Regions from separate parts of the Sus scrofa genome. Here region 2 is linked to region 1. Evidence: chromatin contacts called from public Hi-C data. All regions are on one chromosome and are shown on one strand. The core of a region is the stretch at or near the end of the contact, and the rest is flanking DNA. Distances in the headings are between cores, read along the strand shown. Region 1 has its middle 35 kb from the start of NRROS. Region 2 has its middle 27 kb from the start of NRROS.

What was found. Hi-C and Micro-C count contacts between places; a contact is called where the count stands out from the background.
Region 2: a contact with region 1 is called in a Hi-C map of alveolar macrophages, with 4 times the contacts expected there. The contact joins two enhancer-like sites. A contact is called at or near these places in 1 of 5 promoter capture datasets (liver), 25 of 47 Hi-C or Micro-C datasets (adipose tissue, alveolar macrophages, blood and 13 more) and 2 of 2 datasets of contacts at active chromatin or transcription factors (alveolar macrophages and skeletal muscle).

What each region holds. Positions count from the first base shown.
Region 1 is chr13:133,457,247-133,464,269 of Sscrofa11.1, reverse strand. No RefSeq gene overlaps it. Among named protein-coding and RNA genes, the nearest start is that of NRROS, 35 kb to the left of the region's middle. Within about 2 kb of position 4,604, at least 2 of the 83 cell types and tissues checked have an H3K27ac peak or open chromatin away from gene starts, as enhancers often do. A contact at or near this core is called in alveolar macrophages, where this site is marked.
Region 2 is chr13:133,519,259-133,526,281 of Sscrofa11.1, reverse strand. No RefSeq gene overlaps it. Among named protein-coding and RNA genes, the nearest start is that of NRROS, 27 kb to the right of the region's middle. Within about 2 kb of position 3,486, at least 25 of the 83 cell types and tissues checked have an H3K27ac peak or open chromatin away from gene starts, as enhancers often do. A contact at or near this core is called in alveolar macrophages, where this site is marked.

The DNA of each region.
Region 1 (7,023 bases), core at 3,355-5,854:
TCAGCTTCTGCCTTGTTTTGCTGCTATGAGCTCTTAGCCCTCTATGAGATGCTTGATGAGATTGAGCCGAAATAAAATCCTGGCCCCTGGGGTGAAGCACACAGGTGGTGCCAACAGGTTACCATATATTTACATATTTTCTATTTATAGCACCATAGTCAACATAAATACTGATATTTATTTATTTTTATCATCACACAACTTACCCCTTAAAAGAGCCTCCCCTCGCCTTGCTTTTCAGTGGTCACCTTTTTTCTTCTGTTCTTCAAAAGACCAACTTTATCCCTTTTGAAATTTGGTTTGGCCACATACCTTCCCCATGTCCTCCTCTTAGATAATATTTTTTTGGAGATCTGTGAGAAAGGCTGTTTTCAGACTGAGATTCTGCAGGACACTTACACTTTTCAAGCCAACCCTGAATTTCTTGAGCTAGACTTCTTCAACAACATTATCTCCCTCTGTTGCCCCTATTTCACATCCTACTACATCCTTCCTTTGACAGAAAGATAACAACAAAAATTCCACTTTGATCATAACCGTCATTGAGCAAAGGAAACCCCCTCCAGTTTTTGAATTTTCAAAAAAGATATGTGTTCCCCTTGAAAGGAAAGTCGGCTTTGCATCCTCAACACCACTTCCTACGGTTAGGAAAACAAGCAAGTATTGATGCCTGGTAGGTGGAGACAAAGGCAGAGGCAGGGACATCTTTGTTGCTTGCATCACGCTACATTCTTTTTTAATTTATTTTTTTGCCACATCCAGCTGCATTTCTAAAGATGATGTTTTCTTACTTCTCTCTTCTTTACCAAAAGTTCCAATGGTATTTAGATTATCTTCTTGGCGTTCCTGTTGTGGCTCAGTGGTTAACGAATCCAACTAGGAACCATGAGGTTGCGGGTTCCATCCCTGGCCTTGCTCAGTGGGTTAAGGATCTGGCGTTGCCATGAGCTGTGGTGTAAGTTGCAGACACGGCTCGGATCCCATGTTGCTGTGGCTCTGGCGTAGGCCTGTGGCTACAGCTCCGATTCGACCCCTAGCCTGGGAACCTCCATACGCCATGGGAGCTGCCCTAGAAAGGCAAAAAGACCAAAAAAAAAAAAAAAAAAAAAAAAAAAGAATCAGTCTACTTAATGGATCTAGAGAAACTAATTGCCCAAGATAAGGCAAGAGACATAGGTCTTTACCTAAGTATCAGTTTTCACATGAACTTTAAAACCATTTGGATATGTGTATGAGCATAGATGAATGAAGAAATGACACATACAAAAGAGGGTTCAAAAGTGGGGAAAGAATGAGATATTACCTGAGTTCCCGCATGGCTCAGTGGTAACGAACCCGAGTAGTATCCATGAAGATTCGGGTTGGATCCTTGGCCTTTCTCAGTGGGTTAAAGAATCCTGTGTTGCTGTGAGTTGTAGTGTAAGTCAAAGACTAAGCTCGGATCTGACACTGCTGTGGCTGTGGCCAGCGACTATGGCTACAGCTCTGATTTGACCCCTAAACCTGGGAACTTCCATGTGCCAAGGGTGCAACCCTCAAAAAAAGAAAAAAGAAAAAAAAAAAAGAATGAGATATTCCCATTTTGTAAATGTTAAAGGAATAAAAAAAATCTTAGCAGAACAGTAGAAATTTGAAATGTAGAAAAGTATGAAATAGTTCATTGCAAATGTTATCAATAGGGCAAATTAATTTCAGGAAAAAAGATTTAAAAGGGGAAGAAAGTCAAATACATGAATTTGTAAAGACAGTTGCATTTTGAGATGAAAGAACTGTTTGCATAAGGAATGTGTCTACAAACAAGAAATTTCTGAAGTCAGTCCCTGGAATGTGATCCTGTGTTGTGAAGAGAATGAAAGTACCATCTTTCCAAAAATGTGCTTTGTTTATTTTTGGCTACTGGTAATTTTACTGAGGCTTTCAAGGTGGGGAGAGCTTCCTACAACTACTGAGCTCTCTCTGGGTTTTTTGGGTCCCCACTTCACACCCTCATTTCCCCCAGGAGGCAGAGCATCTCTCTTTGTTCTACCTTTTTAGTTTACTCAGACCAATGGTGAACTCTTTTAACAACTGGATTTTTTTTTTTTTTCTTTTTGACAGCTGTTAACTTGAGTATGCTCCCCTATTTGGCACTTAAGATCTTGAGAATAGGTACAATTTGTTTCCCAGGCTTCAAAGAAAGAATATGGCTGATACTTAATTATGTGAGAAGCTCATCCTCTGGTGGCTGGCATGGAATTCCTGTTGGGTCATCACTAAATGTATCATCTTTTTCCTTCCTGATTCTCTCTCCACTTTGCACCCACTCATCCCCTTCCCCTTTGCCTTTCATTTTTAAGTGCTTTTCTTGGATATATTTTTGTGAATTCATAGCCAAATTTTACTTCTTTGGGGGGGATTATCCTTCCAATGTTGATTTCTTTGCCGCATAAATGTAAATCTCTGTATACCCTTGCAAAATGTTGAACTTACTATTTATTTTCGTATTTTGCTCGTTGTTCTAATCATCGAATAATTTCGAGAGCTGTGATCTGTTGCTTGGTAACCAAGATGGTGACTGCCATGGCTTGTTTGTTAAGATTTAACTGGTGCCTGAACTTTCATGTCCTCGAGGTTTGTTCATTTTCAGAGGACAATTTAAGTTTGAGTTGCTCGCTCAGACTACTAGGTTCCCGTCTTACCAGGTTTCAGTATTAAATTCTAGATTTTGCTTAACCTCTGGTGCTGGATAACAGTGTTTAATCGCCTCCTTTGATATAACTGAGTGGAGCTTCTCGAGGAGGCTGGTGTCAAAGGAGGGAGGGTTGCCGGCTGAATGGTCCCGTTCTTTTGAGTCCTCAATGGCTAACAATTTCTGTCTTTCATGGGACATCTGTTTTTTTCCCAATCCCAAGCTACTCTATGCCACATAGGTTTTTGTTTGTTTGTTTGTTTGTTTGTTTTAGCTTAACATTTGATGATAAGTCTCTCCACTCAGTTTCTAAGCTCTGATAGGTAGTCTTAGGTCAGCTGTAGAATCTACTCTGAGATTGCCCAAGGTAGAAGAGCAGCACTGGGGTAACAAAGAGCCTTAAACTGGGAGGTTAGACTTGACTTCTAACTCAACATGCACCCTTAAGGCACGCATTTCTCTCCTGGACTTCACCTTTCCACTTACAAAAATAAGGAGGTTGAACTAGATAATCTCTTCAGTGACTTACAAATGCAACATTCCGTAATTCTTTTTCTTTCTTTTTTTTTTTTTTTTTTTTTTTTTTTGCCTTTTAGGGCCACACCTGCGGCATTTGGAAGTTCCCAGGCTAGGCCTCGAATCAGAGCTACAGCTTCTGGCCTATGCCATAGCCACAGCAACACCAGATCCGAGCCACGTCTGTGATCTACACCACAGCTCATGGCAACACCAGATCCTTAACCCACTGAGCGAGGCCAGGGATCGAACCTGTGTCCTCATGGATGCATGGATACTAGCCAGGTTCGTTAACCACTGAGCCACGCAGGGAGCTCCCAACATTCCATAATTCTAAGGAGCATTCTGTTTAGCTCTCTGGATAAAGCAGGCAAGTATTTATAAATAAAATATTAATAATTAAAATCATAAAGGATGGAGGGGGTCAGCCTAGTTAAGAAACAGAGCAATTTGGAAGTGACTAGTTTGCTGATGGCCCGAAGATGGTGATGAAGTGGGCTTACCGTAATTCTTTTACCTACTTTTATCTCATTGTGCCTATAACTGTGAGCTTCCGGATTTGTGAGAACACTTACCTGGATTTGTTTGTTTGTTGCCTGCAAAGATTTTAGCCAACTCATATCCATTCCTGGTCCAGTAATCCTCTGAGACTAGTATGTTTCTGATCTACCCTTCTCATTGGGGTCTCAGGATGCACCTAAGGGATATTGGTCAGGAACCTCCCTCTTAATGCCCCTAAAATGGGCTGGAATTCCCCTCTGCCACAAACCAACTGACAGAAACCGAGGAGCACAGGGCAAGAGGAAGGTTAGAAGTTACCGAGCATGACAAGGGGTGCTCTGCTGGAGAACTGCCCACGGATTTCTTGGTATCAGTCAACCAGAGCTTAAAAAAAAAAAACCCGCCTCATCACCCCACCCATACATCCTCAAATCTGACGTCCTCATCAGGGAATCATAGCTCAGCATCTTCTCTATGATTTCAACATCGTAGACCATTCAGGTTTGTTAACTTTTAAGAATATTCATTCATTTGCTTGGGGCTTATTTCAAGCCCAAGTGCACAGAAATACTTTACTTTTGTGCCATGCCCTCCAGTGTTCTGTAATGAGAGGGACCAGGCACAGAGCCCGAAGACATTCATTCATTCGGCAAATATTTATTGAACCCCTGCCTTGTGCCAGGCACTACTTAGCCCTGAGGATACAGAACAAAGCTATTTTTCTTCTCAATGACTGCACTTATAATTACGTTTCTTCACTTCCATCTCCCAGACCCTCCACTGTTCCTGATGCTCCTGAGTATCCAGAGCTGAGTACTGAACCACTCTGGTTAACATGGGCTTGAGGTAACTCCTTGCTGTACTGAAGCACTAACCAAAAGGGTGTGGCACATGTGTAATAGAAGCTATTTTCTTTAGCTTTCTTAATTTATTGTGCTCCTGAGAGAGCAGTTTCTGTTCCTGTGTCAACCATGCACTTGCCACACACAATGCAAATCAACACGATGGCCCTTTCTAGTCTTGATCCCAAAGCTGGATGACACAGAACATCAATCAATCATGGATCCAGTCATCCAAAAGACACTTCAGTCCTGCCTCTGAGCCCTCAGAATCTCTGCTAGTCAACAGCTTGTTTACTTTCAAATCGGTTCTTTACCCTTCCCGGCTTTGCTTTGTCTCTATCCATACTAATATAGAGAAATGATTAAATAAATAAATAAATAAATGGAGTCAAGAGAGAAGGATAGAAGAATTCTTGAAACATGCATATAGATGCTCCCCACTCTAGGAGGTAAAGCTTGGCCTCCTCCCATCCCCCTTGCTTTTGTGTGGGCTGGACTTAGTGACACTTCCAAGAGAGAGAATGTGGAGAAGGGGAAACAGTAGCTTTACAGTGGGGAGACCTGGCCAATATTACTTTAACCAAGTGATCAAATTTAACATCACGAGGGGTGTCATGCAGATATTAAGGACCTCGATATGATGTGATGAGATGGACACATCACCTAGTGATATTCTTTCCAAAACCCCATAATCTCAGTCTAATCATAAGAAGAACATAAGAAAGGAGTTCCCGTCGTGGCTCAGTGGTTAACGAATCCGACTAGGAACCATGAGGTTGCAGGTTCCATCCCTGGCCTTGCTCAGTGGGTTAAGGATCCGGCGTTGCCGTGAGCTGTGGTGTAGGTCGCAAACACAGCTTGGATCCTGCATTGCTTTGGCTGTGGTGTAGGCCGGCAGCTGCAGCTCCGATTCGACCCCTAGCCTGGGAACTCCACATACCCTGGGTGCAGTCTTAAAAAAAAAAAAAAAAAAAAAAAATTCTAGCAAGACTGATCAACAAGAAAAGATACAAATTATCAATATCAAGAATGAAAATAAGACTATTGCTGCAGATCCTACAATATTAAAAAGATTAGATGATATAACTATCTTTGTGCACTAAATTGAGCAAGTTAGATAAAATTAGCAAATTCCTTGAAAAATACAGGTAAAACTGATATAAGAAGAAAGAAAAATCTGAATAAGTCTAAAAATTGAATCTATAATTGAAATCTTCCCACAAAGTAAATTTTAAATCCTGATGGCTTCCCCAGTGTGCTGCTCAAAATACTTAAGTTATTATTCAAATACTTTGAAAGTGTAAGGGAAAAGGAAATATTTTCCAATTTGTTTTATGATGCTAAGATAATCCTGATGTTGGAAAAGAAAAACGGTATTACATTACAAAAAATAAAATTACTAGACAATGTCTTTCATGAACCTGGACACAAATATCCTAAACAAAGTATTGGCAAACCAAAGCCAGCAAAAAATATCACATTTTGGTCAGTAATGCCAGATTTACTGCAGTAATGCAAGATTAGTATAATATTTGAAAATCAATCAGTGTAAATTTTACAACAAATTTTCAGGAGAGAGTTCCTGTCGTGACGCAGCAGAAACGAATCTGACTAGGAACCATGAGGTTGTGGGTTCAATCCCTGGTCTCATTCAGTGGGTTAAGGATCCAGTGTTGCTGGGAGCTGTGGTGTAAGTCGCAGACACGGCTCTCGGATCTGGCGTGGTTGTGGTGCAGGCCGGCAGCTGTAGCTCTGATTTGACCCCTAGCCTGGGAACCTCCATATGCAGCAGGTGCGGCCCTAAAAAGACAAAAGACAAAAAAAAAAAAAAAAAAAAAAAAAAGATTAAAGGCCAATAATCAGGTAATCGCTTCACTATGCAATAAAACACTAAGCAAACCAATAACAGAGAAACCCTTTCAATCTAACAAGCGTTATCCATCTATAAATAGCCTATAGGTAGCATCACAATTAACACTTAAATATTGAGGTTTTCCCCTCGACATCAGGATGAAGAGTGGGGCTCTCACCACCAATATTCAACTATGAGGGTTGTTGGTTCCATCCCTGGCCTTGCTCAGTGGGTTAAGGATCTGGCATTGCCCTGAGCTATGGTGTATGTCACAGACGAGGCTCGGATCCTGTATTGCTGTGGCTGTGGTGTAGGTCGGTGGCTACTGCTCCAATTAGACCCCTAGCCAGGAAACCTCCATGTGCTGCGAGTGCAGCCCTAAGAAGCAAAAAATAAATAAATGAAAATAAAATAAAAAATACAATTTCAGAGTTCCCATTGCAGCTCAGCAGTTAATGAACCATCCATGAGAACGTGTGTTCGATCCCTGGCCTCCCTCAGTGAGTTAAGGTTCTGGCATTGCTGTGAACTGTGATGTAGGTTGCAGACACGGCTAGGATCCTGCGTTGCTGTGGCTGTGACTAGTCCGGGGGCTAGAGCTCTGATTGGACCCCTAGACAGGGTACCTCCATATGCCACCGGTC
Region 2 (7,023 bases), core at 2,237-4,736, 63 kb before region 1:
TTTTTTTTTCTAAGAGTTGAATAGTTTTAGCTCTTATCTTTAGGCCTGTGGTCACTTTGAGTTAATTTTTGTTTATGGTGGAAGTAGGGTTGAACTTTATTTTTTTGCATGCAGGTATATACAGGAACTATTGATTTTCAAAAAGTTCATCTTCACAGTTCTCTCCATTCTTTTCTTATGAGACTTTTGAAAGAGATTGGATTAGAGACCAACCTGTTTATGGTTACTTGGCTGCTGCTACATATGTTTTACTTAAAAGATATTTTTCATAGTGTTTACTCTTCTGTCATGTCTTAATTATAAACTTTTCTTGTGCTTCTGTCTGCTAAGTTTTTAAAATCATTGAATAAAGATTATATTTCAAATATGCTAATCTTTTTTATTAAAAGCAACTCATTTCATTAATTTATTATTTTTGATAATAAATATAGGCACATTGTACAAAATTCAAAACATGTAAAACACAATGAAGAAGTTTGAAGAAGTTACTGCTTTCTTTTTCTTTTTTTTTTTTTTTGCTTTTTAGGGCCACCGTATGGTATATGGAATTTCCCCAGGCTAGGGTCGAATTAGAGCTACAGCTGCTGACCTATACCACAGCCACAGCAATGCTAGATCTGAGCTGCATCTGCGTCCTACACCACAGCTCATGACAATGCTGGATCCTTAACCCACTGAGCGAGGCCAGGGATAGAACCCGCAACCTCATAAGTACTAGTCGGATTCATTTCCACTGAGCCACAACAGGAACTCCCAATTGGCTTTTAAAAAATGCTTAGCTGTTCTTGTTATATTTTTGTCGGTTTTTGTTTCATAATTTTGTATCTGTGCACATTACTTGCACATTACTTATAGAGCTAGAAGAGCAGGGGGAATGATAAGAGAGAAGCATTAACAGTGAAATGACAGTGGGAAGGAAGAAGGGAGAATTTGGGAACAGTGAAGAGTTCAGTTTGATTGGAGCACAGCCTGTGCAACGAAGTCTAGTGGGAGGCAAGGCTGGAAAGGTGGGTTGGGGTCAGTCTACGGACTTTGGAATAAGAGGTGAGAAAAGGTTAGTTGAAGATTTTGAACATTATTCTCTTTGAAGGTAGTCTTTGAAGATCCCCCCCCCCCAACACACAAACACTGTGCTTTAGGATAGTTAATATGTTTCAAATAGGCCAAAGGGAGTCTAGACCTCATCAAAAGCCTTCTGTCTCAGGGGGGTACTCTCTCTCTTGCTCTTTCTTTATCTCCTTTTATAAAAAAATGAAAAGTCATTTATTGACTTTAATTGTTATGAAAGTAATGATCTACATAGTTGGGTTTTTTTTAACCTCTTTTAACAAGTTATATGCCGACTCTAAGCCAGATGTTTCAGCTATTTCCTGCAAAGATCAATTTTGGAGTCAGTATGTATTTAAAATACTGTTTTGCTGCCTGCTCCTTAGAGTTCCTGCTTCTGGCCTGGGTGTGGAAAGGGGCCACCCCCCAAAAGGCACTGGCTCCCCACCACACCCCATCCTGCCGCGTTCTCCCAGCAGGGGGCAGCAGCGGCACACTCCAGGTTGTCAGGGGAGGTGGGGTGTTTTGGGGTGCCTTGTGGGGAGGAGAGCACAGAAGGAAACCCATAGAGTGGAAAAAGTTAACTAGCTCTTCCTCCCACCTCAGAGCCAAACCCACACCTTGCGGTGGGTTGAGCCACAAACACCATGTTTTCTATAAAACTGACAAGGGTCTTTTTCTTTTGGAGGGAAGAAAACTCTAATCTAGGTCCTCTCAATACTTCTGAGGACCTGGATTTTTGTTTTTCCCTTTCTCCTAATTACTTATCCTCTACTTTTGCCCATGAAAGTTCTAGTTCCTCCAGCTTTCCTTTTCCATTCTTTCATTTCTTCTATTTTCCCACCACCCCGATTTTGTGTCCATCCAAGTAAGCACCTCCTTGACACACAGGGTCACCCTGGGAAGAAGAGATGCAGCGTGAGGGAGGAGCAAGCTGGCTGGCTTCCCTAGCTCCTTGTCTCTCTCCCCAGAGGCATCATTTTTAGATTCAATTAGAGACTCTAATCACCCCTTATCAGAGGCCTCTGGCAGTCTCTTACACAACCTCCTGTGCCCACTCACTTGCTGAATCCTCTGCCTGGACAGGATGAGATCATGGGCACTCCACCCCCGCAATCTGGCCTATAACTTGGTCTACACCTGCATGCTGTGTGGGGAAGGAATTCCTGGGAGCAGAACACGTGGGGTGGGGGGTCAAGCACAGTGATGGGAGATCCCCAAAGAATGTGAACCTGGTACCTTCTCCCTGCTTTTCCCCACACCCACTGTCACAATGCCTTTATGCAACTTGGCCACTGTGGCATATTACAGTACAGGCGGTGTGGAGTAGTAGAAAGGACTTGGGGCCAGGACATAAGCCATAAGCTTGATTTTACTGCTGTGTGGTTTGGGGCAAGTCACTTACCTTCAAGCCTCAGTTTTCTCATCTGCAAATGGATATTGAAAATGCCCCCTATGACTACCTTACAGAGTTGAGATACTCGTCAGGTGACAATATGAAAAGTTTTTATAAACTGCAGAATGCTTTCCGAACATCATCTGTCATGACTATTTCTTTTTCAAGAGTACTTTGGTTTCTGTTTCATGGGCACATGGGCATCAGATACTGGGACTAATTGGATTCTTGAGAGTTCCAGTGTTATTGAGAGACAAGTCGGGACAGAACAGAGTGGGTTTAGTGGGACTATTTCTAGGGACTTGGCTCCCAGTCCTCTGTGAGAGGAGGGGTGTCTTTCTTTCCTTCGGGCTAAGGGAGACAAATTGGGAGACCTACCCCCAGAATTCTGGGTTTGGCCAAGACCACCAAAGGGTGATTGGTCCAAGACCATTACCCTGCCCTTCACCTAAGACTGCATCTAAACTACCCCAGGTAGATAAGAAAGAATATAGCATATAGTCTGTTAAGTGTTTCCACAGATTCCATATCTTCTCCTGGCAATTCAGAATAAAATATGTATTATTGTGAGTTCTTTATATTTAATTTTTCACCTTTTTCTGCAGTTGAAGGTTTTGAATGCTGTGAAGGCATCTTTGTATCCCATCTAAGCCCAGCACAGAGTGGTCCTGGGGGCCAGTGTTTTGGGCTAAATGTGTTGTTTTGTCCTCATGTGAGCTAGGAAATACACTAGTCATTGTTCTTTGCCAGTTTTACACATAGCGTTTGCAAAGTTCAAGACAAACATTGTAGTAATCTGCCCTGCAGCTTCTCTCCTATCCTCCCTCCTTTGGGGACTGGTTGGGATGGGGAAGGAACTGTTAAAACTGAGCTCCCTGTTTCTGCTCAAGAAAGCCCCCATGGTAGCTTGGCTGGGGCTCCCCTCCCTTTCTTATCAAATGAAATCTGCCACTGAAGGAAATTGACTTCTCCAGATTGCAAGAGACAGGAAGCAGTGCTGAGAAGCAATGTCCTAGGAGGGAAGCCAGAGAATTAGCTCAAGGCCCAGCCCAGTCTATGCCTGGCCCTGGCCTCCTTCCCTGCAGCTCTGTCCTGTTCTCACCACTTCCACCCCACTGCTCCTTTTCCTGGCTCCTGGCATGTGAGCTGAAAGGGACGATAGAAATCATCCAGGCTGCCTCTCCCAAGTCTTCCAGCTTGTGCTCGAGGCTTCCAGAGATGGGACTCTTGCTGATTCCTCAAGGAATCAGCTCCATTGTCCAGTTGAAATCTGCCTCCTCCAGCCATCCCCTTTGGCCCACCCAGGCCTCCCTTCTCCTCAATCTCCAGGCTGACACCCCCTTTAACAGGAGAGGTCCTGATAAAGGCATGAGCTTCTCAGAAACTTACAAACCCAAAAACCACCTGGACCAGGACCTAAGCTGGAAGGAAATGCTGAGAACAATGCCGTTGGTGGCCCCTTTCCTTGCCAAGGAGATGTGTGTGGTTTACCCTGATGTTTACTGTGACCTTGACATACTGCCTCTGCCCCCTCCTCTGTGCCCAGTGTCTTCTGGGAAGTGTTTCTCCTCCCTTTGGCTCACTTTGTTAATTTTTGCAAAAATATCTAAAAGTATATTTAAAGACATCATGACATTCTTCCCCTAAGAACATCAGTATACACCTTTTAAACATAAAAATACTCATCAATGAATTTGGTAACTTTGCAGGATACAAAATTAATACACAGAAATCGACTGTATTTCTTTTTTCTTTTTTCTTTTTTTTTTGTCTTTTTGCTATTTCTTGGGCCGCTCCAGCGGCATATGGAGGTTCCCAGGCTAGGGGTCGAATTGGAGCTGTAGCCATTGGCCTATGCCAGAGCCACAGCAACGCGGGATCTGAGCCTCGTCTGCAACGTACACCACAGCTCACGGCAATGCCGGATCGTTAACCCACTGAGCAAGGGCAGGGACCGAACCCGCAACCTCATGGTTCCTAGTCGGATTCATTAACCACTGCGCCACAACGGGAACTCCCTCGACTGTATTTCTATATGCTAACAACAAAGGATCAGAAAGAGAAATTAAGGAAACAATCTCATTTACCATCTCATCAAAAAGAATAAAATACCTAGGAATAAACCTACCTAAAGAAACAAAAGACCTATACTCTGAAAACTAATAAGATGCTGATGAACGAAATCAAAGATGACACAAACAGATGGAAAGACATGCCATGCTCTTGGATTAGAAGAATCAGTATTGTCAAAATGACTATACTACCCAAGGCAATCTACAAATTCAATGCAATCCCCATCAAATTACCAAGGATGTTTTTTACAGAACTAGAACAAAATATTTTAAAGTTTTTTTTGGAGATACAAAGGACTCAGAATAGCCAAAGCCATCTTGAGAAAGAAAAATGGAGCTGGAGGAATCAGGCTCCCTGACTTCAGACTATACTACAAAGCTACAGTCATCAAAATCACATGGTACTGGCACAAAGACAGAAATATAGATCAGTGGAACAGGATAGAAAGCCCAGAATTAAACCCACAGACCTAGAGTCAACTAATATAAGACAAAAGAGGCAAGAATATATGATGGAGAAAAAACAGTCCCTTCAATAATTGCTGCTGGGAAAACTGGACAGCCACATGTAAAAGAATGAAATTAGAACACTCCCTAACACCATACACAAAAATAAACTCAAAATGGATTAAAGACCTAAATATAAGACTGGATACTATAAAACCCTTAAAGGAAAACATAGGCCAAACACTCTCTGACATAAACCACAGCAATATCTTCTCAGATCTACTTCCTAGAGTAATGACAATAAAAACAAAAATAAACAAATAGGACCTAATTAAACTTAAAAGTTTCTGCACAGCAAAGGAAGCCCTAAACAAAACGAAGACAACCCACAGACTGGGAGAAAATCTTTGCAATTGAATCGACTGACAAGGGATTAATCTCCAAAATGCGTAAATACCTCCTGCAGCTCAAACCAAAAAAACAAACAATCCCATCAAAAAAATGGGCAGAGGATCTAAACAGACAATTCTCCAAAGAAGACATACAGATGGCCAAAACACACATGAAAAGATGTTCATCATCACTCATTATTAGAGAAATGCACATCAAAACTACTATGAGGTACCACTTTACAACCTTACACCAGCCAGAATGGCCATCATCAAAAGGTCTACAAACGATAAATGCTGAAGAGAGTTTGGAGAAAAGGGAACCCTCTTACACTGTTGGAGTGTAAATTGGTGCAACCACTGTGGAAAACAGTATGGAGATTCCTCAGAAAACTAAAACAGAATTACCATTTGATCCAGCAGTCCTACTTCTGGGCACCTATCCAGAAAAGCCATGACTTGAAAAGATACATGTACTCCAGTGTTCATTGCAGCACTCTATACAATAGCCAAGACATGGAAGCAACCTAAATGTCCATTAACAGAGGAGTGGATCAAGAAGATGGGATATTACTCAGCCATAGAAAGGAAAGGAATACTGGCATTTTTAGCAACATGGATGGACCTAGAAATGATTGTGCTAGGTGAAGTCAGTCAGATGGCGAGACACCAACATAAAATGCCACTTATATGTGGAATCTAAAAAAAGGATACAGTGAACTTCTTTGCAGAACACATACTGACTCACAGACTTTGAAAAACTTATGGTTTCCAAAGGAGACAGGTTGGGGGGTGGGGGATTGGGCTGGGGGTTTGGGATGGAAATGCTATAAAATTGGGTTGTGAAGATCATTGTACAACTATAAATGTAATAAAATTAATAGAGGTAAAAAATAAAAATAAAAGATTTGGTGCAAAAGTAAAAATAAAAATTGAAATTAAAAGATAAAACATAAAAATATTTTCCAGCCAATGGAGTTCCTTCTGTAGTGCCATGGAATTGGCAGCATCTTGGAAGCACTGGGGCACAAATTCTAGCCCTGCAGGCTGTGGCTTGGGTCACAACTGCCACTCAGTTCTGATCCCTGGCCCAGGAACTCCATATGATGAGGGGTGGCCAAAAAAGAAAGAAAAAATCCAGCCAAGTTGAAATCAAAATATGAAACCCAACAAAATTATAATTTTCTGATATTGTCTAACATTCAATCCAAGCTGAGCTGTTGAAGGGAGCATCCCATCTTCTGGGTTTATCTGACTGCTTCTTTGTTGTAGTGTTCTAGTTGGTTCTTCTATGCCCTTTATTTCCTAGAAATGGTTAATTAGGTGTTTTGGGTTTGATTCAACTCAAATTAAACATTTCAAGCAAGAAGATACCCTCAGTGATGTTGGCATGTTGCCTCACATCAGAAGACATGTTCTCCTATCAGTGATGGATTAGGTATTGGCCCCTTCATTGTGTTTTTTCCATCTGTGACCAAAGAGAAGTCTGTGTGGTTGCTGTATTATAGCACTATACAAATGTCAAGTGATGTGTATTATATTTTATTTTTGGCTGCGCCCAGGGCATGCAAAAGTTCCCAGGTCAGAGATTGAACCCAAGCCACAGCAGCAACAATGCCAGGTCCTTAACCACTAGGCTGCCATGGAACTCCCAAGTGATGTATTTTAAAGT